2 separate regions of the Sus scrofa genome follow, and region 2 is linked to region 1. Evidence: chromatin contacts called from public HiChIP or PLAC-seq data. All regions are on one chromosome and are shown on one strand. The core of a region is the stretch at or near the end of the contact, and the rest is flanking DNA. Distances in the headings are between cores, read along the strand shown. Region 1 overlaps RIN2 (ras and Rab interactor 2). Region 2 has its middle 91 kb from the start of RIN2.

Region 1 (6,150 bases), core at 1,110-3,609:
GGAAGGCCTGGTCCCCAGGGAGGGGCCTAGTCTCCGTGGGCTGGCTGGCGCTGCCCGCTGCATAGCCCAGTGCTGACATCAGCGCCCGCCTCGCTCGCCTGGGTGCCCCCAGAGGAAGCTACTCCTGTAGGTTCAGGCTCTGAGTCAGTCTCTCCTGAGAAGCAGGCTCTGGCGGGGACAAGGACAGAGGCAGTCTGCATGCCTATTCCGTCTTCCTGAGGCTTTTCTATCATTAAGGCTCATCCTGGGGCACATTCTTTCCAGCCTTCAGTTCAGCACCCCAGCCCTAGCCCCGCCCTGCCAGCCCAGGCGCAAGCCCCAGGAAAACAAACACGGCTTTGATTCTTTGCGACAAAATGAAAAAGCTGCTGAAACTCACTTAAAGGAGAGAGAGAGGGAGGGAGGAGGGAGAGGGAGGGAGGAGGGAGAGGGAGGGAGGAGGGAAAGAGAAGGAGCACTTGCTACCAGACACTGTTTACTACTTTTGACAAACAGACCCAATCAGAAAGAAGACATTTGGGTTTTGCTTTATGAACCGCTTGGAAATGTTTGGTAACTCTTTTGGCTGCTGCTGCCCAGTGAATGAAGTTTCTGAAATTAGCCTTTCAGAGTCAACCTTCTGAAATTAAAAAAAAAAAAAAAAAAAAAAAAAAATCCCCTAACACTCTCGCCCTGGAAAAAAGACGGCTTGCCAAATCCAATTTTCCCTTGGCCAAAGTAACGATTAGCAACTCAGCCCTTCAAGGAGGTTATGAAGAAAGAATTTCCCCTTGACTTGGGAGAAAACACCTTTCATGTGACCTCCAAATATGTTACTTATTTAAAAAGAACACAAAAACAAACCTGTCCTTTGGATTTTTTTTTTTTTCCCTTACTGCCAAACAGTGCTTCTTACTGAATTCTAGGACTGGAAGCCAGCAGGGCGGTTACCCTTTGGGGAGAAGGCGGCAGGGCGGGGGTCCCCAGGGGGCTTCTTCTGGACGTGGGTCATGTTCTGCTGAGCTGGCGCTTGTTATACAGTTGTGGTCACTGTGGAAACTCACCCAGCCACACAGCCATGAGCTCTGCCCTCTTCTGAATGTAAAACAGGCACTTTCAACCAAAGCAGCACAAAACACCCGCCGCCTCTTAGAAGGCATTAAAGACACCTTTCTGTGGTTGCAGAGCCTGCAGAGACGCACGTTCAGAAAACACTCAACAGGGGGTCACACACACAGCACAAAATCAGGGGGCAAGCGGACCCTCAGAAGGCAAGCTCCATCCCCAAACAGAGCCGTTCTGCCCTTCCCATCGATTGTTCCCCAAAACATGTCCAAACCTGGCACATAGCAGCCAAGTCAGGCATAATATGACGTCTGCCTCAAGCAGCTGCGATCCCAGTTCAAATCAGCCCGGGGGTAGAGTGCGTTGTTGTTTCAAACACCAGAGAAAACTACCAGACAACTGACATAGGATGCACTGTTTGGCCAGGCTACAGTTTTTTTTGTTTGTTTGTTTGCTTGTTTTAATAATAAAGAAAAAAAAGGCGAGGTGGGTACTTACCTATTTGGTCCTCGGGGATCAGCGACTCAATGGGGGGGTCCAGCTCGGAGCTCTGGGACAAGTAGTTTTTCACCTGGGTCATGAACTGCCGGATGGTCTGCAGCAGGTCTGTGCTGGACACATGGCACTCCTTGTTCTCCTGCAGGAAGCTCACGTAGTCCTGCACCAGGCAGCCGAAGTAGGTGCGCTTGTCCCGGGCCAGCTCGGCGATGCGGCGCACCATGCGCTTCTCCGGGGTCAGGAAGGAGCTGAACACCCCGCTCATCTTGCGCAGCTGGGACTTGACGAGCTTGGGCAGCATGAAGGAGCTGTTCCTCTTCTTCTTGGACTTGATGGGGGGGGCCATGGTCTCCTGGTCGCTCTCCCCGTCGTAGTCCTCCAGGCTGCTGTTGGTGTCCGCCTCGTAGCCAAACAGAGGCATGCTGCGGTCCAGGTCCAGCGAGTCGGAGGAGGAAGTGGAAATGCTCATGTCACTCAGCCTCTGTCTGCCTCCTCGCCACGGGGGCTGGGATGGGGATGCAGAGGCGGCGGCGGCGGCAGCGGCGGCCCGGGCCCTTGTGCAATCCCCGGGGCCTCCTCCTCCTCCACCACCAACAGCACCTCCTCTGCTGCCGGGGCCCCACCTGCGCTGCGGGCCAGGCCCTCAGGCTCCAGGCGAGGCCGGCCGCCGGTCAAGGTCTTTGCGCCGCCCTCCGCCTCCAGAAAAGAAGCCTGCTTCTTGAGCCGGGGTGGAGGGACGGGGGTTGGTCTGGATCCAAGCAGAGCTACGTTCCCATGTGGGTGATGGCTGGCTGTTTCCGGCATGCTCGCCGGGACCGCGCTCCTGGGCAGCTGAGGGCTTGTGTGCAGACTATTAATAGCGGGTGGCGGGGGCCTGGGCGGGGGAGACCGAGGCCTCTCCGTGCCATTCGCGCTGGGAGTCCGGGTGCAGGGCCGCTTCGGGCCTCCGCTGAGGTCCTGGCTGTGCACTTTCAAGAAAAGAGGATTAATAAAGCAGAGGGCTCCGTTGGTCTGGCTGCAGTCCAGCTCCGAAGGCGCCCTGGTTTTGATAGAATGCACTCCATTTATAAGGCAGAGCTGGCGGGAGGCAGGACCAACGCCGTCGGAGGAGAGAGGCCTATGGGGAGGTGGAGGGTTTGGGGGTTTGCTGTCAGCTGGAGAGCTCCAAAAATCTGAAAGTCATTATCAGTGAACACAAGAATGTAAATACAGTGCACTCGGGCTGTTCCTTCACAAAAAAAAAGCACACTTGCAGGGCAATACTCGGCTCTGGAGGGGAGGCGCTACACTGCAGTGTGTTTCTCTCTCTCTTTGCTTTAACTACATTCCTTTACTGGAAAGGGTAGAAACGCTGCCAGGACCAGCTGCGGGCTCTTGGGAAGGCCCTGGAGGCTTTTCACCGTCAAAGCCCAGGGGAGACGGTTCAGCCGCGCACAGAGCTGGCCCAGGCTTCCCCAGGTGAGGCAAAAGGAACTGGGATGATGACAGTGCAAGCTGGGCAAAGGCCACGGGGCTCCCCACTTGCTCCACGAAGACCACATCTGCCCGCAAAGCAGCGGCATCCTTTCTGATCCCCGTCTCCCTGGCTGCCCTCTGCAGAGGGCTCGGCAGTTCCCCCTTAATGGGCAGGACCAGCAGCTGGGCCTGGGGGATGTTACACAATCTGCCTGGGGTTTTACACATTCAGCATTAAAACCCAAAAGGAGGAAAAATACACTCATGGGTCCCATCAGCAAAAAAACAGGACAGCCAGCTTACACGAAGGTTGAGTGCAAGTTTGACCATCTACATTTGTGGTTTGCTGCCCATCCTTCCCAATCCTGCAGCCTCCTGGCCTTGGCTATTCATGCTTGGTTCATCCTTCTCTGGAAGGGGAGGGTGCCCATTGCTTCCTGCAGCTACATTGCCTATATCTCTTGTGCTCCATGCAAACGGAAAGAGGCAGTGATGGGGTCATTTTCATTTGGAACAGGTGATTCTCTCTCCACAGCTTTGCTGTTTTGTGTTTGCTGAAGCTGTTTCTTTCCCAAGGACCCGGAAAGGCTAGTTCTGGGCCTGGGGAGAAGCTGAGGCTGGAGCCCGCTCTGCCCCAGCTGTGCCCTGAATGCCTGGCAGTGCCTCTTCAGTCGCCACTTTCTCTTGTCTTCCTCCCCTCTTGTTCTTTGCTGTCCAACAGGACAGCCAACAGTCACCTGCGGCCAGTGAGCGCTAGAAATCTTGCTTGTGCAATGGAGGGACTCAATTTTCCATATTATTTCATGGAAATCAACTTAAAGGTCAAAACTGACACTCAATTCAGTTACTGGGAAGCATCAGTTTGTTTGGAACCTGGGTATGTGAGTACTTTTTTTTTTTTTTTTTTTTTTTGTCTTTTTAGGGCTGCACCCTCAGCATATGGAAGTTCCCAGGCTAGGGGTTGAATTGGAGCTGCAGCTGCTGGCCTTCACCACAGCCGCACGAGATCCTGAACTCACTGAGTGAGGCCCCGGATCGAACCTGCACCCTCATGGATACTAGTCGGGTTCATAACCTGCTGAGCCACAATGAGAATGCCAGGTTGGCCACTTTTGCAACTGCAAATCTGAGGAAATCTAAATAGAGATCCATGCATTTCCCCCTAAAACTTAGTGCCTGAACAGAGGTGTGCTGTAAGGACAAAAGCCATGCTGGATTTCAAACACTCAGTGTGAAAAAAGGAAGGTAAAATGTTTTATTACTACTTTAAAAACATGGATGATGTATTGCAATAACATTTCAGATACCATACTAAAAGATGAAATAATAAAAAATGAATTCCCCCTTGAATTTTCCTTAACGTACTTACTAGAAAATTGAAAAGTACACACTGGCTTGCCTTTTTCGTATTTCTCTTGGCCTGGGTAGAACCGCTCTCACCTCCTCAGTGCCCCCCCCTTAGCCTCCTGGTGTGTTGAGCTGTAGGCCTTTATAAAGCTTAGCACACCTGGCTCCCAGGTACAGTCTCCCATACAGACTGTACACCTGGGAAGCGGGGGAGGGGAGGGACCCTTGGTTGTAGGGCGTGGTGCCTGCCACAGAGTGGACCCTCCAGAACTGCTTGCTGGATGAACAAATAAATGAGGCACAGAATTTTAAGAAGCACTGTCTCTTCACAAAATGGATAAAGTGCATGTTGACAATTAACAAGCTGAATATACACTAATGAGAGCTTGGTTGTCTCTGGAGAGTGGCCACCAGAGTGGATTCCTTTTGCTTGCCCTTCACAGGGACATCAAGTACCATCCCTGTTACCTGGGTCCTCGGGCCCCTGGCAGGATGTACACACAGCAGGCCGACCACGGAGCCAGGAGGCCACCAAAGGTCATGGGGACCCAGGGCATGTCTTTAGGAGGTCAACAACCCAGTGGATTATATTACCTTCAACTCAGGAAATGCTCTAAATTCTCTCCAAAGGTGCATAAAGCTTGGTGGCAGAGATGGCAGTGGGGACATTGCAAGGCCCTGATAGCTTTACCAGGATTCTGTTTCCCAGTCCTACAACCCAATGGCCCATCAGACAGGCCTCACTCAACACAGATGCATCCAAATTTCAGAGCTGACTGTGAATATACCTCCAGGCTTCCCTACAAAATTTTATGGGCTCCCTTGGCAACAGCACCTGTTTCAAAACAAGTTCCTCAGATTGAGAGGAAATCTTGCCAAAGGAGTAACACATAGATTTTTTATTTGTTGGGTCAAATATCACAGTTTCCTAGGAGATGGGAATCCTGGTCCTGAATCCAGAATCCCAAACTGCCATTCAAAAGACTATGGCAGTTCTATGGAATTCCCGTCGTGGCACAACAGAAACAAATCTGACTAGGAACCATGAGGTTGAGGGTTCGATCCCTGGCCTTGCTCAGTGGGTTAAGGATCTGGCATTGCCGTGAGCTGTGATGTAGGTTGCAGATGCAGCTTGGATCCTGCATTGCTGTGGCTGTGGCACAGGCCAGCAGTTGTAGGTCCAATTTGACCTCTAGCCTGGGAACCTCCATTTGCCACAAGTGCGGCCCTAAAAAGCAAAAAAAAAAAAAAAAAAAAAAAGACCATGGCCCAGTTGTTCCTGAAGGCCTGAAATCTTAAGAGAATTCCCCTTTCCCTTCAAGAAGGGGAACATTTTTGCAAAAGTTAAGCCCACACAGGTTCCCCAGGGCAATGGGACAAAGAAACTGGGGGAGTCCTATGTCCCGAGGCGAGTCCCTGCATCCATGATGCTGGGCTTCGGGGGCCTCAGCAAAGAGCCAGGAGGGGAAGCGAGTGCCCAGCTGGCTGCATCGAGGATGTACAGCAGAGTAAGGGACGTGGCAGGGCAGGAACTGAGTGAGAGAGGAAGTGAGACAGATGTTCCTCTGGAGGCCTGTGCTGTCGATTCCTCAAAGCACAGAGGTGCCGCCAGTGCCTCGTTTTCCCCTGGGATAAAACCTACCGGGGGACGATGCCAGTGCCAGACTTTCCGTCCACCAGGCCCCGCCTTCCTTGGCAAGGTGCCACAGAAAGACTTGACCCAGGATGCAGATCACCCTACATGGACACTTTGGGGAGCTCAAACTCGTTGACAGGTGATGCCGGGGAGAATTTGGGGGCAACTCA
Region 2 (6,150 bases), core at 1,672-4,171, 180 kb after region 1:
TGGCTCCATCGCACTGCATAACTAGACCCTGACCTCCTGGCCAGCACCTCCCCTGGTACCCTCCCCAACGGGAGGTCACACACACCCCTCCTTTACTCCCTTGAACCCCATCTCTGGCCTGGAATAGATAGCCTCCCCTCTCCATGTACTTGAGAAGATCCAGCTCTCAAGCCTGGAGGCAACAGCGTCAGCCTTGCATCCCAGTTGAATCTCTCAGCCAAGTTACTTGTTACCTCCTTGGATTCCATCTGTAAAGGGGGGTGTTTGTAACAGCACCTGCCTCAAAGGGTTGTTCAAAGGACCATGTAGAAGGAGCATGGAGAGCATTGGCCTATGGCAGGTGACATAGCAAATGCTCAATAAGCGTTAACGGCCACCTCCACCAATGGCAGTTATCGCCATCATTGTCCTCACCTTTTTGGAGGGGGGGGGTTGTAATTTAAATCCCGCTTTCCTTCCGAACTCAGATTTTCCTCTGAACGCCTATTTCATATTGCAGAGAGGGCTACTGAAAAATCATCCCAAGAAGTTTCTGTCCCATTTACATCCCTTCACAGTGTCTTTTGAGAGTTGCTAACAGATAGATGAGAGGTTGGGTTGATTTACTGCCCACTGTCTCCAGGATGGGCAGCACAGTTGCACAGAGCAAAGGGGGCCAGTGAGCAAAGGAAGGGACAAAAATTCTACTGCTTCCTCCATCACATTGTTTACATTATGATTAAATAAGTATGGACAGGAGTTCCCGTCATGGCTCAGTGGTTAACGAATCTGACTAGGAACCATGACGTTGCGGGTTCGATCCCTGGCCTTGCTCAATGGGTTGAGGATCCAGCATTGCCGTGAGCTGTGGTGTAGGTCGCAGACACAGCTTGGATCCTGCGTTGCTGTGACTCTGGTGTAGGCCAGTGGCTACAGCTCTGATTAGACCCCTAGCCTGGGAACCTCCATGTGCCATGGGAGTGACCCTAGAAAAGGCAAAAAGACAACAATAAATAAATAAATAAATACGGACAAATAAAATAACGGTGTAAATACCCTGTTCTCATTATCTTGTATCATTACACAACAAGCCGCAATTATAAAGTCTGTAAGAACAAGAATGTAAACCAATATGACTAGAAGTAACCAGATTAAATGTAATGTAAGGGATGATGTTGTTTTGCTAAACCCATCCATCCCTTGTCATAGGAATAGAGTGGAGTTGCATCTTCTGGGAGGGGAAGGGCTAATGCAAGAAAATCAGCCAGGAGTCACCCTTAAAGGTAAATTGCTAGGGAGGCTCTCCGGAAGGAGAGGCATCTACTCACAGACTGCAGACTCTGGCGCCCCCTACTGTGCCAACTCTGAGGGGAAGGGCCAGTGGAATTGCTCACACAATTGACATGATTCCTCTCTTCCACCCTCTGCATTCTCTCTTCACGTTGTCTCCACAGGATCCACTGGGAACTTTCATCCATTCGCCCCACTGGACTGCACCTGCCTTTCCCTAGGGCAAAGCATTATCTATGGCCTCAACCCGCCTGCTTCCTCCTCAAACCCTCTGACAATTCCAATTCCAATCTGCAGGACAACTTGGCCCTCCAGGCAAACCAAAGAAACACAAACCAGAGGCAGGACTGAAGTTACCCGGCAAGACTTGGCTACAAGGCTCAACTTTTCATGGGTTCACACCCCCAGCGACATCGTTGAGAAGTTTTAAGCAAGCCCCACACCTCAAATCCATTCCAGCAGAATTTCTGGGGGTGGGACCCATGCAGCCTTAATTTTCAAATCCCATTGGGTGACTCTAAAGTGCAGTGAGGCTTGAGAACCAGTGACCTGTGATTAACGGCTTTCAAGCTCTTTGGACATCTGCCCACAGTAATAAACCCAGTTCCCATCAGGACCCAGGCCCCCTTCCCACATACATACAAAACAGAAACAAACATTTTTCAAAACAATACCTGACTCTTACATCCTGCTATTTTCCATTCACTCGATTGAAATCAATGCCCAACTTCACCCATTAACGAGTCTACTAGGGGAGTTACAGCCACAGTTTCATAAACATTGCCTGAGATGACCGCAGAGTACAGTTAGATGAATTATTAACTATTATCTTTAAAATAAAAACACACTCTGAAAATTCCCGAAGAGATACGTGAAGCCCTGAGAATACATCCATACTTCAGAGATACCTATTTTGAAAATCTTTATTATGCTGTGAATCTTTCATTCAACAAGATAGGAAAAGCCAAATGCCTATGTTCATGCCCTCAGTGTGCCCAGAAGCCTGGGTACGTTATGCTTTGCCCACTGCCCATGATTTCACGTCAATGTTATTCAGCATTTCATCTATTTGAAAGGATTACACTGTGGACTCCCAACTGCAGAGCTTTTACAGCTTAAGTACATTGTTTCAACGGGTGTTGCTCAGGGATGCGGGTCTTTTTCCTTTGCCCGTAATCCGCTGGGCATTACACAGTATGGAGCATGAAGTAGGCATCTGCACTAATACCTGCTGCCTGAGGTTGAGCATTCGGGCATCTATTTCCAACTTGGATGTAACAAAATACACCAGGGAGGTTGCTAAACCTATCTGGCCTTTCAGGAAAGCGGGTTGTTGCCACCAGCAGTATTTCAGTAGTCACTGTGCTTCTAACATTAGACTATAGTTTTAGGTAGCTGGTGCTCTGAACACATGGGCAAAACAGAGTATTAGATGTTGCGGCCAGCACCCAATTTCCACTAATGTTGCTGCAGTGGCACCTCTAAGTGTTGAAGGCAGGTTTTTGAGCATCCAAGGGGAAAAAAACCCACCAAGTAAAAAGCTATTAGTTAACTTCCAAAGAGTTTTAGTGAGGATTTTTTGGCCACCCTCCCAGCATGTGGAAGTTCCTGGGCCAGGGATTGAACCCAAGCCATTAGCAGTGACCCAAGCTGCTAGAGTGGCAATGCCAGATCCTTAACCCACTGTGCCACAAGAGAACTCCCCAAAGGGGTTTTGATTTTGAAAAATACAACCAGCCAAACCCTGACCAATCCACAGAATAGATTTTAACCAAGCTAACAGTGGGCATTTATGATGTTATAAAATCTTATACACAGAAACTTATAACACCAGCATGGAGTTTCCTTTGTGGCTCAGCAGTTAACGAACCCTACAAGGATCCATGAGGATGTGGGTTTGATCCCTCGCCTTGCTCAGTGGGTTACAGATCCGGCGTTTCTGTGAGCTGTGGTGTAGGTTTCAGATGCGGCTCAGATCCTGAGTTGCTATGGCTGCGGCGTAGGCTTGGCCGCTGTAGCGCAGATTCAGCCCCTAGCCTGGGAACCCCCATATGCTGGGGATGTGGCCCTAAAAAGCAAAATCATGATAATAAATAAAATAAAATAAAACAAAACATCAGTAGTATAAAAATTGTGTCTTTATATAAGAAAAATATAGCTGTATGTTAAAAAGAGGAGCAGACTTTCTGAGACTTCCCTTTGAGTCATGGAGAACAGGTGGAATGGCCTGGGAAGCTGACCCAACCTTGCTGTGCTGGTCTCACAGTCTGTGGATACGAGAAGCATTTCCCCAGCAAAGAGTGTCTGTTTTCCATTGGTTACTGCTGTGTTTCTAAGGGAAATGCAAATTCATTTCAAAATTACATTGCTTTCCTAAGCCAAATGGATTTGCTCTAAGGAATATTAAAGTGTTTTCAACCTTGACAATTTTAAACTATCTTAACTTTTTGCTTCGTTTTTGGAGAAAAGCTAAATTTATAAAAGGGGGTCTTGATCAAAACTATTCATTGATTAAATGGGTACTGATTAAGCACCTATTAGATGCAATGCACTGTGGAAAATACGGACTCATTATTCTCATCAGAAGCTTAAAAGCCCTTAAAGATTTTAAACTAAGACCCTCAGGATAAAAGCAATGTTGTACAGGACGTCCTCTTGCTCTATGACAGAAGTTGTTATACACACACACACATATATATACATATACACAATGGAATATTACTCAGCCATTAAAAAGAATGAATGCCATTTGCAGCAACATGGATGGACTGCCAGATTATCCTACCAACTGAAGTACGTCAGAAAGAGCAAGACAAACACAATATGACATCACTCATATGTGGAATCTTAAAAATGATACAAATGAACTTATTTACAAAATAGAAACAGACTCATAGAAAACAAACTTATGGTTACTAAAGGGGAAAGGGTGGGGAGAGGGATAAATTAGACGTTTAGGATTAATGTGCACAAACAACTACATATAAAATAGATAAGCAATAAGGATTTACTGTATAGCATAAGGAACTATATTCAGTATCTTATGATAACCTATAATGGTAAAGAATCTGCAAAAGAATATGTATGTGTATGTATACAATTGGATCACTTTGCTGTATGCCTGAAACTAACATAACAGTGTAAATTTTCTTTAATTTAAAAAGAAAAAAGAAAAAAAATACTACTTGAAACTTTTTTTTTTTTTAAAGGCAGGTTGAAGACAGTAAGCTGACAACAGACATGAGTTAAGTATTAAAGGAAAACACGGTTCCATAACCCTGATAAACTGGGGAAAGTGCAGTTACAAGGGGTAAAACAGGTTTCTCTGTCACAAGATTTCTAGAGTCTCTATGTGAATACCATTGAAAAGGGTTAAAGTATGTTACAGTGTGTCAGTCCCCAATTTTTTTGCCCAAAGACTTTTTGTTAGTGAGGATTAAGCCAGCTGTGAAAGATGGTGCCCTGGAGTATTTTTTTCTCCCTCTCTTTTTCCTGACAATTCTTCCTTCCTCTTCCTTTCTTTAATGGAAGAAGGCATTGCCATCTAGGGGAGAGGGGAGAAAGAGGGGGCTACAAAGGAAAAGGTGCTGCTGTTATCAGAGTAAGACCCTCCATGGCTGGGCTGCCCCCTACAGCAGAAACCAGCCCCGTGGTTCCTCATCACTTGGAATAGGGGGCATCCACATTGAGATGTGCAGAAAACACACACCAGGTTTTGAAGACCTACTACAAAAAAAAAGTAAAATAGGAGTTCCCTTGTGGCTCAGAGGAAACAAATCCGACTAGCAACCACGAGGTTGAGGGTTTGATCCCTGGTTAAGGATCCAGCGTTGCCGTGAGCCGTGGTATAGGTCACAGACAAGGCTCGGATCTGGGGTTGCTGTGGCTCTGGCATAGGCTGGCGGCTTCAGCTCCAACTGGATCCCTAGCCTGGAACCTCCATATGCCATGGATGCAGCCCCTAAAAAGCAAAAAAAAAAAAAAAAAAAAGGTAAAATACCTCATTAACAATTTTTTACCCTGACATGTTGAATACTTTGGCAATATTGAATTAAATAAAATATATTAAAATTAATGCTACTATTCCCTTTTTAATGGTTTCCTTTGTTGTGCAAGAGTTCTTGAGTTTAATTAGGTCTGATTGGTTTATTTTTGTTTTTATTGTCATTATTGTAGGAGATGGATCAAACATGATGTTGCTGTGATTTATGTCAAAGAGCGTTCTGCCTATGTTTTCCTCTAGGGGTTTTATAGTATTTGGTCTTCCATTTAGGTCTTTAACCACTTTGAGTTTATTTTTGTGTATGGTGCTAGAGAATGTGCAGCAACATGGATGCAACTAGAGATCGTCATACTAAGTGAATTAAGTCAGAGAGAGAAAGGCAAATACCATGATATCATTTAAATGTGGAATCTAAAATATGACACAAATGGGGAGTTCCCATTGTGGCTCACTGGGTTGCAAACCCGACTAGTATTCATGAGGATGAGGGTTTGATCCCTGGCCTTGCTCAGTGGGTTAAGAATCCAGTGTTGCTGTGGTTGTGGTGTAAGCTGGCAGCTGCAGCTCCAATTCAACCCCTAGCCTGGAAATGCCCATATGTCACAGGTGCAGCCCTAAAAAATAAAAATAAAATATGGCACAAATGAACCTAGTTATGAAACAGAAACAGACTCAAAAACAAGAACAGACTTGTGGTTGCCAAAAGGGGCAGGGAGGGGGGGACTGGATGGATGCAGAGATCAGGGTTAGTAGAGACAAACTATGACATTTAGAATAGATAAGAAATGAGGAGTTCCCGTCGTGGCGCGGTGGTTAACGTATCCGACTAGAAACCATGAGGTTGAGGGTTCGATCCCTGCCCTTGCTCAATGGGTTAA

The links. HiChIP or PLAC-seq counts read pairs in DNA pulled down with a chosen protein or histone mark.
Region 2: an H3K27ac HiChIP or PLAC-seq map of skeletal muscle shows a contact between it and region 1. The contact joins two enhancer-like sites. A contact is called at or near these places in 1 of 5 promoter capture datasets (fetal liver), 6 of 47 Hi-C or Micro-C datasets (alveolar macrophages, blood, embryonic fibroblasts and 3 more) and 2 of 2 datasets of contacts at active chromatin or transcription factors (alveolar macrophages and skeletal muscle).

What each region holds. Positions count from the first base shown.
Region 1 is chr17:28,026,455-28,032,604 of Sscrofa11.1, reverse strand. It overlaps RIN2 (ras and Rab interactor 2), which reads right to left. Exons shown (of 13, transcript XM_021077420.1): 8 at 2,150-2,714; 9 at 1,543-2,114. Among named protein-coding and RNA genes, the nearest start is that of NAA20, 41 kb to the left of the region's middle. Within about 2 kb of position 2,359, at least 58 of the 83 cell types and tissues checked have an H3K27ac peak or open chromatin away from gene starts, as enhancers often do. A contact at or near this core is called in skeletal muscle, where this site is marked.
Region 2 is chr17:27,847,757-27,853,906 of Sscrofa11.1, reverse strand. No RefSeq gene overlaps it. Among named protein-coding and RNA genes, the nearest start is that of RIN2, 91 kb to the left of the region's middle. Within about 2 kb of position 2,921, at least 1 of the 83 cell types and tissues checked has an H3K27ac peak or open chromatin away from gene starts, as enhancers often do. A contact at or near this core is called in skeletal muscle, where this site is marked.